2 separate regions of the Gossypium hirsutum genome follow, and region 2 is linked to region 1. Evidence: chromatin contacts called from public Hi-C data. All regions are on one chromosome and are shown on one strand. Each heading gives the region's core, a stretch centred on a gene start, on an enhancer-like site or on the middle of the called end of the contact. The rest is flanking DNA. Distances are from core to core; before and after follow the strand shown. Region 1 holds the start of LOC107901577 (DCN1-like protein 4). Region 2 has its middle 33 kb from the start of LOC107901584.

Region 1 (5,592 bases), core at 2,088-4,587:
TATTGTTAGTATTATTATTAGTAAAAAACTAATATTATTATTATGGTTAGTTATTAGGATTAGTAAAAACCCTAATTATTATTTTAGTTAGTATGATTGTTAGTTTTTACATTATATTATTGTTAGTTATTATTTTTAGTAAAACCTTAATTATTATTGTTAGTTAGTATTATTTTGAGTAAAAAACTATTATTATTGTTATTGTGTTAGTTATTAGGATTAGTGGTTAAACGTTGTTCATGTACAAAATGATAACTGAAAAAGTATGAGCTTAACAATGAAAAACTTGCATATTGAAACATTAATTTTTTTCTTTAAGTAATTTATTTACTATTCGAGATTGTTTTTTTGAGATTTTGTTTATTTTTTGACAGATTGAATATTGAAGATGGATGATAAGTTTTTTGTATGCGTTTATTTCAATGAAGTCATCTTGACAACAAGTGTTAGATGTATATTTAAATGTCGGCAACAAATAGCAATGAGATTTAATAGAAATGTCTCGTTGGATGATATGAAGGGAAGGATTAATGCAAAAATTGTTAGACATTGTGGGAGAAGGATATCAAAAATTTTCTACAAGTTTCTAGTTTCGACAAATCTGATCAAATTCACTGAAATGGAACTTGTAGACGACGAAGGCGTGGAGACAATGGTCGCTCTTTATTGTGGGAATGAGAGTGACAAGAATGCACCGATTCACTTATTTACTGAGTTAGTCGGTATGGGGAAAAATTAAGATGTCAATGCATATGGTGAAGAACACGGAGCTCAAGAACCGTGGATGGTGGCTCCAATATCGTACGTTGATAGTGAATCGACTATAGGTGGGATCAGTATTGATCTGAATATTACACCCGATATTGATGTGGTTGGTGGTGAAGAAGAAGGTGGTAGCGATCATTGTGGTGAAGAGGTCGATAGTGACGGTGATCCCGATATGGACGATGTACCTGATGATATTAATGATGAAGATGTCAATAACGATGGAAACATAAACGCTTCTTCGGTCGGGAACCAAATGCGACGTATTTTGATACACAATAATCCTGGGCCACACATGTCACTCATAGACCCTGACGCAGCACATGTAGCTGAGTTCCTAGAGTACCTTGAAATAGTTCCTCCTCACCGGCTGACTGTAAATTCTGATCATGAGGAGTTATTCATAGGCCAGAGATTCGAAAGTAAAGAAGAGTGCGTACTTGCTATTAAACGGTATAGCATGAACATATTAGTGGATTATAAAGTCGCAGTATCTAAAACAACAGTATATATTGGGGAGTGTTGGAAGGCAGCGGAAGGTTGCAATTGGCGGGTACGAGCTGCATTCATTCAAAGTTCGCAGATGTGGGAGATACGAAAATTTGTTGGTCCTCATACATGCACATCAACACGTATGACAGAAAATCATAGAAAACTTGATTCGAGAACTATCTGTACGTGTATCATGCCAATGGTAAAGGACATGCCGACCATTAAAATTTCGGTACTGATTGCTGAAATGCAAGCACGATTCCAGTATCAAGTATCATATCGAAAGGCGTGGATAGCTAAACAGATGACAATGGAGCAATTGTATGGGGATTATGATTCGTCGTATAACGAGCTATAAGGATGGATAGCTGCTATGCGGAAGTACGTACTGGGGACTGTGATTGAGTTACAGACAAGACCTTATTACGGCTCGGACGACCAGTTACAGCTGGGAAAAAGAATTTTCCGTCGGATGTTCTGGACGTTTGATCCATGTGTGCGGGCATTTCCCTACTGCAAGCCATTTGTGTAGTGGATGAGACCTAGCTATATGGAAAATATACACAAATCCTACTTCTTGCGGTTGCTCAAGACAGCAATAGAAATGTGCTCCCGATAGCATTTTCCATCGTAGATAAGGAGAACTTGGAATCTTGGGAATTCTTCCTCACTAACCTGTGGAGGTATGTTATTAGCAACGATAATATTTGCATCATCTCCATTAGAGGGAAAGGTTTAATTGCAGCAATTAGGCGTTCCGATGTGCCATGGAGATCCGTTTACTGCATCCGTCACATTGTGTCTAACTTCCATAAATATTATAAGAATGTAGGCTGGAAGAGACAAGTCGTGACAATGGGTAAATGATAACCTTATCTTTTCAATATAAGTTGTAATGTTTTATGTTATTGAGTTACTGGAACTTATCTTTTCTTAATACGTATACAGTGTACGAGTTAGAGCCACATATTTTCCGCCAAAGAATGATTCGACTTGAGAGTGACATCGAGGGGCAAACAAACACATCTTTCCGACAATGGTTGGGTACAATAGAGCCGTGGCAATGGGCTCAAAGTTTTGACGAGGGCTTTCGTTATGGTCAAATGACCACAAACTTAGTGGAGGGGGTTAACGCTGTGTTGTTGAAAACACGTCATCTTCCAATTGCATCTGTCTTCTCTGCTACATTCTACAGGTTGGCTACCTTAATGCCAAGAATAGATCAGCAACAAGTTGACCAGATGGAGGCGGGACACGTGTTTGTCGAAGATGTCAGAGATGCAATGGTTGCAAACCGTCGGATGGCGAGGTCGATGACTGTAGAAATATATTCATGACGTCTGGAAACATTTCGAGTTAGTGAGACCATCGGTTGTCGACCTTGTATACCACCTAGGTCCTATGAAGTTGGTCTCCGGAACAGACGGTGCGAGTGCAGGAGGTTCGAAACACTTCATTATCCATGTGCGCATGTCGTGGCAGCGTGTGCTAAGGTGAACCTTAATGTTGAACAATATGTCGATGATGTATACACGCTCGAGCACACATTGCGTGTCTGGGAAAATGAGTTCCCCGTCCTGCCTGACCTGTCTACGTGGGAGGTACCTCCGACAACTTTCGAGCTTCTCCGAGATAGAGGGCTACGTAGAAATCCAAGAGGTCGTCCGCAATCAAACAGATTCCATAATGAAATGGACATTAGGGAGAAATCCGACGGTAAGCATTGTGGATTATGCAGGTTAAATGGTCATAATTGGAATAAATGCCCTCAGCGAAACTATCATGTTGGACAGTCGTCAGAATCGGGTCGGAATTGAGCTAATGCTGTAAAATTGTTATGTGTAATGTTGTAATGTTGCAATGTTGTTTTAATACCCATTAACTTAGATTCAGCTTATGCTTATACTTAAATTGTATCCAAATTAAGTTATAAAAAGTATAATTCATTTCGAATAATTAAAATTATATCCAAAATGGACTAAATATAAAACATTTTAAAAGTATAGGGACTAAAGACAAAATTAGACCAAAAAAGAAAAAACCTTCTTTCCTTGTGCCATTCACACACTCTTCTCGCAGTCTCTTTCTCCTTTTATATATAAAACGAAAATATACGTTTCCTCAAAAACTCCTCTCTTTTTCTTCTATCTCAAATTCTAATTCATTTATCTCCTTTTTTCTCTGTAAATATTATTGGGATCTAGGGTTCTTGGTTTTTTCAAACTTGGTCAAAATTCAAATTGGTCATCAAATCAAGCGGCTGTGATTGTTTCTCCTCCGCATTGACGCGATGCCACCTCGCGCATCTAAGCGAAAATCGGCCCCACCCAACTCCTCAACCGTCACATCATCCGACGGCCGTTCTGGTACCTTCTCCTTTGCCCTTTTCTTATTTTCTTTTTCCTTCGTTTTAGAAAAGAGAGAGAGAGAGAGAGAGAGAGAGAGAGAGAGAGAGGAGATTTTGCTATGTTTGGTACGCGAGAAAACGCGGGAAAAAAGGGTTAAGGAAATAAAATTTTTTTTATTGATTAATTAGAGTAACCCCCATTAATTTATTTCTGATGAAAAGTTCTTCACTGTAATTAGCGGGTATATAATTGCGATATATAATTTATTCTGTTCGGATTAGTTTCTCAGGAACCGCGGGAATTGGGATTATATAATTTAAAATTCGTACGTTATTACATTTTTAACGATACCTAAAAACAAAAGAAGGAACCTTGCAACAAAGAAACTTCGTAGAACGTAATGTAAATTGATTATTATTATCTTGGCATGAATTGGTTATTGATTATAGTTTCTGGGTTTTGTAGCTGAATGTAATTTGCAGTATATTTCTGCTTCACTTAAATTTAAGAGACTCTTACATAAAAAAAAGGGGTCTATTTAGCATGGAACCTGAAAGTTATGTAAGGACTAAGGAGTTGAGAAGGCATAGATTGAAACATTAAAAAGGACCTAGCTTTTAATATTTAGGATATAAAGGATTTTTTATAAAGAAAATATGAAATTAATTTTTTATTTATTATGTATCAAACTCAATTTGTTTTTTTTCGGTGTAACACCTCCCTTCATGATAGCCACATTGAGTCTAATTAAATCTAGAGTCGAGCTGGATAGGCCCTAAACAGGAGCAAGCCCTATTGAGTCGAATTAAATCTAGAGTCGAGTTGGATAGGCCCTAAACAGGAGCAAACTCTCATATTGTTATCTTATTACTCAACCTAACAGTGGTAGTTGTTGGTAGCGCAAAATTATTTACCAAATTATATTAGAAGGTTGAAGCATAGTAAAAGCATCATGAAGCTCCTTATACTAAGAATTAGATTATATTCTGCCGCTTTTACTCAAAAAATGGGTAAATTAAAAAAATGGGTAAGTTAATCTCTGTACATTAAATCAAAGAGTAAAACAGAAATTTCATCTGCTTTTAAGGGTAAAAATGAATGGAATTTTTATCAGAAGGATCAATTTGTTCTTTAGATTTAACGTACATGGACTAATTTGCCCATTTTTTGGGGTGGGGTAAAATGCAATCTGACACCTACTATAGGGGCCTTCATAGTACTTTTATTGCAAAGCTGAAGCTCAACTTTTTTAGGTGGTATACTTTGGTATATAATTTCGTGTTTGATACACAATAATAAATAAATATTTTTGATATATTAGAAAACCCGGAATATAATGGCCACATGTTATTTTCCTTATGTTGTTCCCTTAATTGGTGGTCTGGATTAGAGTATGTGGTCTCACTGAAGTACCAGCCTGGCAATGTTGATTCTATGATATTGATAATTTTGACCGACAAGTACCTGATGTAACAGTAAGGCACATTATTCTCTTTGGAGATAACATTATTGAGAGGGTAACTACAGATCTCGAAAGATTAGTCTCTGTGGACGGTAAAATGGATATGGATCACACATTGATTTCACACACACAAAAAAAACTTAGGTGGAGAATCGATTGCTTGATGTTTATGCCTGAAAAGTATTGGAATTGGCGTTCTGTAGTGTTGCATTCTGTATTGAATGTTGGTTAAATAGATAAAATAATGATTCTTGTTATTTTATGAAGGCTGAAAGAATTGTTTATTAAATATGCTTCTGTTTATTTAACAAACTTTTTGCGGTGTTTTGATGGAGTGGCTGGTATTCTAACTAGATAATGCTATTTCTTTTCTCAGTCTCAAGTAAAGCTAAAACAAAGGGGATGGAGAAAATAGATCGTTTGTTCAATTCATATGCCAATAGTTCATTAGGCGTGATTGAGTAAGTATATTCTGCCCCCATTCCTTTTTATTTGTAGAGCCACTGAAGTGGGGTCATGTTTATT
Region 2 (5,661 bases), core at 107-2,606, 370 kb after region 1:
ATTCTCTTACTGAGGATTCCATCACAAAGAAGGTCTGTTTCAAGGAATCGAACGTGAATCTTAAAGATGTGATGGTTGTGGAGGATTCCAACACAAAGAAGGTCTGTTTCAAGGACTCGGATGTGATTCTTGAAGATGTAATGGTCGTGGAGTCATCACCAACGCCTTTTTTTTCTTGAAAAGATATGCTAGCGGGGAAGGATACTCCTGTGCAAAATAATACAAATAATGGCCACTTCCTTGTTGATAATTTTTCCCTCACTGAGCAGGATGTAAAGAAATTGGTTGTCGATGGTGTTCCTTCAATAGATTTCTCGGAGAGAGTATATCAGCTCTTGGAAAAGGAAATGTCAACCTCTGTAGTTCTCAAGATGCTTGGTCGGAACCTTGGAATCACGACTCTGCATGATAGATTATATGGGACTTGGAAACCATCTAAGCTTTTTCAATTAATGGATATAGAGAATGGTTATTTTCTCGCTAAATTTCAAAGCACTGATGACTATGATAAGATCCTCTCCTAGGGCTCGTGGGTTATTTTCGGTCATTACCTAACCGTTCAACCATGGAAGATCGATTTTAATCCTAGTCTACCTTACCCTAATATGGTTCTCACATGGATTCAGTTTCCTGGTCTTCCTAGCCATTTATATCAAAAACAGATTCTAATAGAGATTGGGGGAATGGTAGGCAAAGTTACTAAATTAGATTTCAACACGGATAGCAAAGCACGGGGTCGTTATGCTCGCATGGCAATTTATGTCAATTTAGGGAGACCTTTAGTTTCTAAAATTCTCATCAATGTAGCCCTCAAAGAATTGAGTATGAGAACCTACCTGTGGTATGCTTTAAGTGTGGCTGTTATGGACACATCAAGGAGAACTGTCCGTCTGTCACACATTCTTCAGAGATGAAAGAGAAGGGAGAGACTTTGGAACAAAACTTTTCAACTTCTGTGGTGGTCGGAGATGGGGATTATGGCCCCTGGATGCTGGTGGAGCGGAGGAGCAGACGCGGCACCTTGGATGAGATCAAAAAAGGTAATAATTCTAAAGGGGAGAAAATTATGGGATCATGATTTCAATTGTTAATAGGTCTGGAGGCGAGTTCAACGGAGGAGGATTTAATTAAGGAAAATTAGAGAGATTTGAAGAAAAAAGGGAAAGCTACATTAAGTGATACCCAAGAGAAATCTTCAACAGGTAAAAAATTTATTTTTAATGGTTCTAAAAAAGTGAATTTGGGCCTGTCGGTGGGAAAGCTTCTTAATGGTCAGGCCTGTGACCCTAAAACCAATACTCTCTTAAAGGATCATAATAAGGTTGGGCTCAAGTTGGGCTTGGTCCCACAGGTTCCTTCAGCTGCTAATCAGCAGGCTCCTTTGGATATTCAGCAGGCCTCTAGCAGTTTTGATTTTGGACAGTAGTAAGAGACCCAAGTTTCGAAGGAGGCTAGAACAGATCTTTCAAAGCTTTCTAGTGTCATGCACGTTTCACTACCCAGTGTTGGAGAAAATAATCAGTCCCTAAATTGAAGTATTTCTGACTCCTTTTGTCTTTTAGTTTTAAATTCACAGAATGGTTTTGTTGCAGACCACGTGAAGATGTACACTCCTATTTCAATCCAAAAACAAGCAGAACATGTAGTGCACTTTAATCCTATATTTGAGGAGAGTTCGTTTGTTAATGTGGAGGTAAAGGAAGGAGTGTTGGAGGCCAAAAACAATTCGGCAGTGGTTTTAAAAAAGAGAAGCATTCTGGAGCCTGTTAGAGAGGAGATAGGGGGTAGTATTTGTCCGACTGAAATTAAATTTCCTAGAGTGGTCTTGAAGGGACAAAATACAAATGCTAAAGTAACTAGCTCTAAAGAAGGGTGGAAACTCAATAAAACCTTAAAGGGATTGAGTAATCGTTTCAAGAACTCTGAAAATACCCGGGTTTATTTTGTTGATTCTATGAAGAGGGCAGCAGAGCTTATTGCATCTGAGATTGATGAAAATTCTGCTAAAGATTTATCGCAGAGAAAAGGAGAGAGAGAGGAGTTTTCTTCTACTGGCCACCATTAAGAGAAACTATTTTCTTTCTTTTTAATATGAATTTGTCTATTTTATCTTGGAATGTGTAGGGGTGTGCGTCTAATAAATTTTTACAAGTTTTTTGTAAGTATAATAATCAGTACAAGCGTAATATTATTAGCCTTCTTAAGCCAAGAATCAGCGGGGTTAAAACTAACACAATTTGAAGGTGGTTGGTAACTATCTTCAATTCATCCTGGCTTGTATTTGTTATAAATTGTATTTTCATATGATATTTATTACTTTTGTTGATGGGAGCCTTGATAAACAGAAAAGGAAAATTTTGTGGAAAGATTTAAGTCGCTCAGTCCCACGTGAGTATGTTCCTTGGATGGCCATTGGAGAATTTAACGCTATCCTATCATCAGAAGATAAAAAAGATGGTTATGACAAAGGTCGCAGATGCTAGTCTTTTGGCAAAGTTATGGACAAAGCTCATTTGCACGACCTGGGTTTTCAGGGTCCCCCGTTCACGTGGCATCGTGGTAATCTTTCTGAAAGACTTGATAGGGTTGTGGGAAATGACGCTTGGATGGAAGCCTTCCGCAACTGTTTGATTACCCATTTTCCCAGAATTAAATCTGATCATCGTCCACTGCTCTTGAATTTTTGTTATGATGTTAGTTGTGCTCCTAATCGTCCCTTCTAATTTTTAGCTGGCTGGCTGCATCACCAAAATTTCTCTGGATTTGTTATGAATAATTGGAGCTTCAATGGCAATATAACAAGTACAATTGCTACGTTTACGGATAAGCTTAAAATGTAGAACAAATGTGTTTATGGTCATATAAGTCAATGGAAGAGGCAGTTAATGTACAAGCTTGCTAAGATACACCATGCTTTGGATCTCTTGGGGTCTAATTGTCTTTTTCAGCAAGAAGTGATCATTTGAGCTTGAAAATATTCTCCACCATGAGGAGATACTCTGGAAGCAAAAGTCTAGATGTGAGTAGCTAAAATTGGGCGATCGTAACACGAGCTACTTTCACAAGCATACGGTTCAGAGAAGAAATTTTAATAAAATCACTACTTTGTGTAATGCTGATGGGGATTTGATTTTCGATCCTGAGGTTCTTAAGATGGAAGAAGTTAACTTTTTCCAGAATCTTTACGGGGAGAATCCAGGTCCGTTAGGGTTTCTACCTCCTAATGTTTTTCCAAGCTTTAGTAACAAAGATGTTGATTTTCTTGGGAGAGGTGTTACGATGAGGAAATTAGGGTTGCCTTTTTTAATATGGCACCCTTGAAAGCCACAGGTAGCGATGGTTTTCAAACTAGTTACTTTCAAAACCAATGGGATAATCAGGGGGAGCTATTTGTGAGTGGGTTAAGAAGGTTTTCGAGGGAGGAACCATTGATTCAAAGTTTAATAACACACTTATTGTGTTAAATCCCTAAAGTTTCTAACCCAAAAAACTTCTCGCGGTTCCGTCCTATTAGTCCCTGCTCTGTGTTGTATAAGCTGGTCATGAAGTCATTGCAAATAGATTTAAGAGTATCTTCTCAAAGATCATAGGTCAAGAACAAGTAGGCTTCATTGCAGGGAGAAGCATTATTGATAATGTCACTATTGCCCAAGAAGCGTTACATTCAATGAGATCCAGGAAGAAGCTTCAGTGGATGGCAATCAAGATCGATTTGGAGAAGGCTTATGACAGAGTCAGATGGGATTTCATGGAAGCTTCTCTTAATGCAACATGTATTCCTTCTCACTTGGTTAGAGTTATTATGAATGCTATTTCATCATCCTCTATACAGGTTTTAGGGAATGGTGCTCCAACACAAAAGTTTAGATCGGTTAAAGGTATTCAACAGGGATATTTTTTGTCACCATATCTCTTCGTTTTTTGTATAGAATGGTTGGGCCATAGATTTCACGCGGGTATCTCTTCAGAGGAGTGAGTCCCATTTGATTATCTTGCATAGGATCGAATCTCTCACATATATTTTTTTTGCAGATGACTTGGTGATTTTTAGTTGAGTTGATTTGGCTCATAGTTGCCTCCTTAAGAATTTTTTGTGTAATTTTTACGAGTTATCAGGTCACAAGGTCAACGTCAGGAAAACGAATATTTTCTTTTCCATAGGTGTTAATGATTCCTTAAGGAGTGAGATCAATGACATGCTTGGCTTTCAAGAAGTTAATGATTTGGGTCACTATCTCGGGGTTCCACTCTTTCACAAAAAGGTTACCAATGGTATTCTTAATTTTTTGGTGGAAAGAGTTCGTAGTCAGCTATCTAGTTGGGATACTAAGCTACTCTCTTTTGCTGGAAGGGTTACCTTAGAACAATCAGTTCTGTTGACTATTTTGAGATATCTCATGTAGTCAACTCTAGTCCCTAAGGGGATTTGCGACTATATTAAAGAATTAGCTAGACAATTTATTTGGGGGGCTACGAAAGGGAAAAGTTGATTGGCTTTGGTAGGGTGGAATAACATTTGTCAGCCTAAGTTACATAGAGGTCTTGGATTTCAGCGTTTGGAAGATCAAAACAAAGGTTTCATGATGAAAATTGGTTATAGTCTTATTACTAAGACTGAAGCTTTATGGGTTTACGTCCTTAGAGCTAAGTATGGCTTCCATGAGAGTTTGCCGCATTCTATTATGCGGAATAGGTGCTCCTATATGTGGAAAGCAGTTGTTAAAGCTTGGCCTTTGTTGCGCAACAATATGATCTGGTCTATTGGTAATGGGAGGTTTGCTTGTTGTTGGGAGGATAATTGGATTCCATATGTGGGACCCTTTAATCAGTAGTACGTACCGGGTCAAGGCAATATTGTTCCTCAGAGTAAAGTAATTCTGAAAGGGTTAGAAGAGGTGTTGCGCAAGACGCTTCGTGTCTTCTCTGTGGCCATTTAATGGAGGATATTCTCCATACTCTTAGGGATTGTTCTTTTACGAAGGAAATTTGGAAAGAGTGGTTGTTCTTGAATCTGCAATCTCATCCTACCTTTAATACAAGTAACTCTACTTGGACTTGCCTATTTGGGATACTTCTTTGGCGCATTTGGAAGAACCAAAATTCGATAATTTTTTAAAGGAATTCTATGAGTCCTAAGGACATTACTAGTGCCTGTTATAGCTGGGCGAATCATTTTTCCTTTATCCATAATGCAATGTTGGATTGTCGCCCAAAACAGACATCTGTTTATCAGAATTCAGGTATGTTTTTTTTACCTTAATACTGATAGTGCTGTTCACTTTGTGTTTGGTTTCTCTATTGCAGGTGGAGTAATACGCGATGGTAAAGGAAAGTGGATCTTAGGATATACTCGATCTTTGGGGAAGTGTTCAGTAGCGGTTGTTGAGCTGTAGGGAATATTGGATGGTCTATTTCTCCTTCAGAAACAAGGTTATGCTGAGGTCATTATTCAGTCTGATAACCTTGAAAATGTTATCTCTATCTGCAAAAGTAAGTTTGATGGCCCAAAAAGCTCTCTAATAAGGAGGATTCAACAAATTCTAACCTTTGAAGAGAAGTGGTCCTTGAATTATGTTCCAAGTGAGTCTAATCGGGTAGCAGATCCTTTGGCAAAAATGGCTTTGACGAGGGATGAAACATTGCACATGTTTGAGGAACTCC

What was found. Hi-C and Micro-C count contacts between places; a contact is called where the count stands out from the background.
Region 2: a contact with region 1 is called in a Hi-C map of leaf, with 4 times the contacts expected there. The contact joins the enhancer-like site here to the promoter of LOC107901577 in region 1. A contact is called at or near these places in 2 of 34 Hi-C or Micro-C datasets (both in leaf).

Annotation. Positions count from the first base shown.
Region 1 is chrD06:22,216,053-22,221,644 of Gossypium_hirsutum_v2.1, forward strand. LOC107901577 (DCN1-like protein 4) reads left to right here and starts at 3,338. Exons shown (of 10, transcript XM_016827632.2): 1 at 3,338-3,623; 2 at 5,444-5,528. The coding sequence starts at 3,548.
Region 2 is chrD06:22,584,140-22,589,800 of Gossypium_hirsutum_v2.1, forward strand. No RefSeq gene overlaps it. Among protein-coding and RNA genes, the nearest start is that of LOC107901584, 33 kb to the left of the region's middle. Within about 2 kb of position 1,357, at least 9 of the 9 cell types and tissues checked have an H3K27ac peak or open chromatin away from gene starts, as enhancers often do. A contact at or near this core is called in leaf, where this site is marked.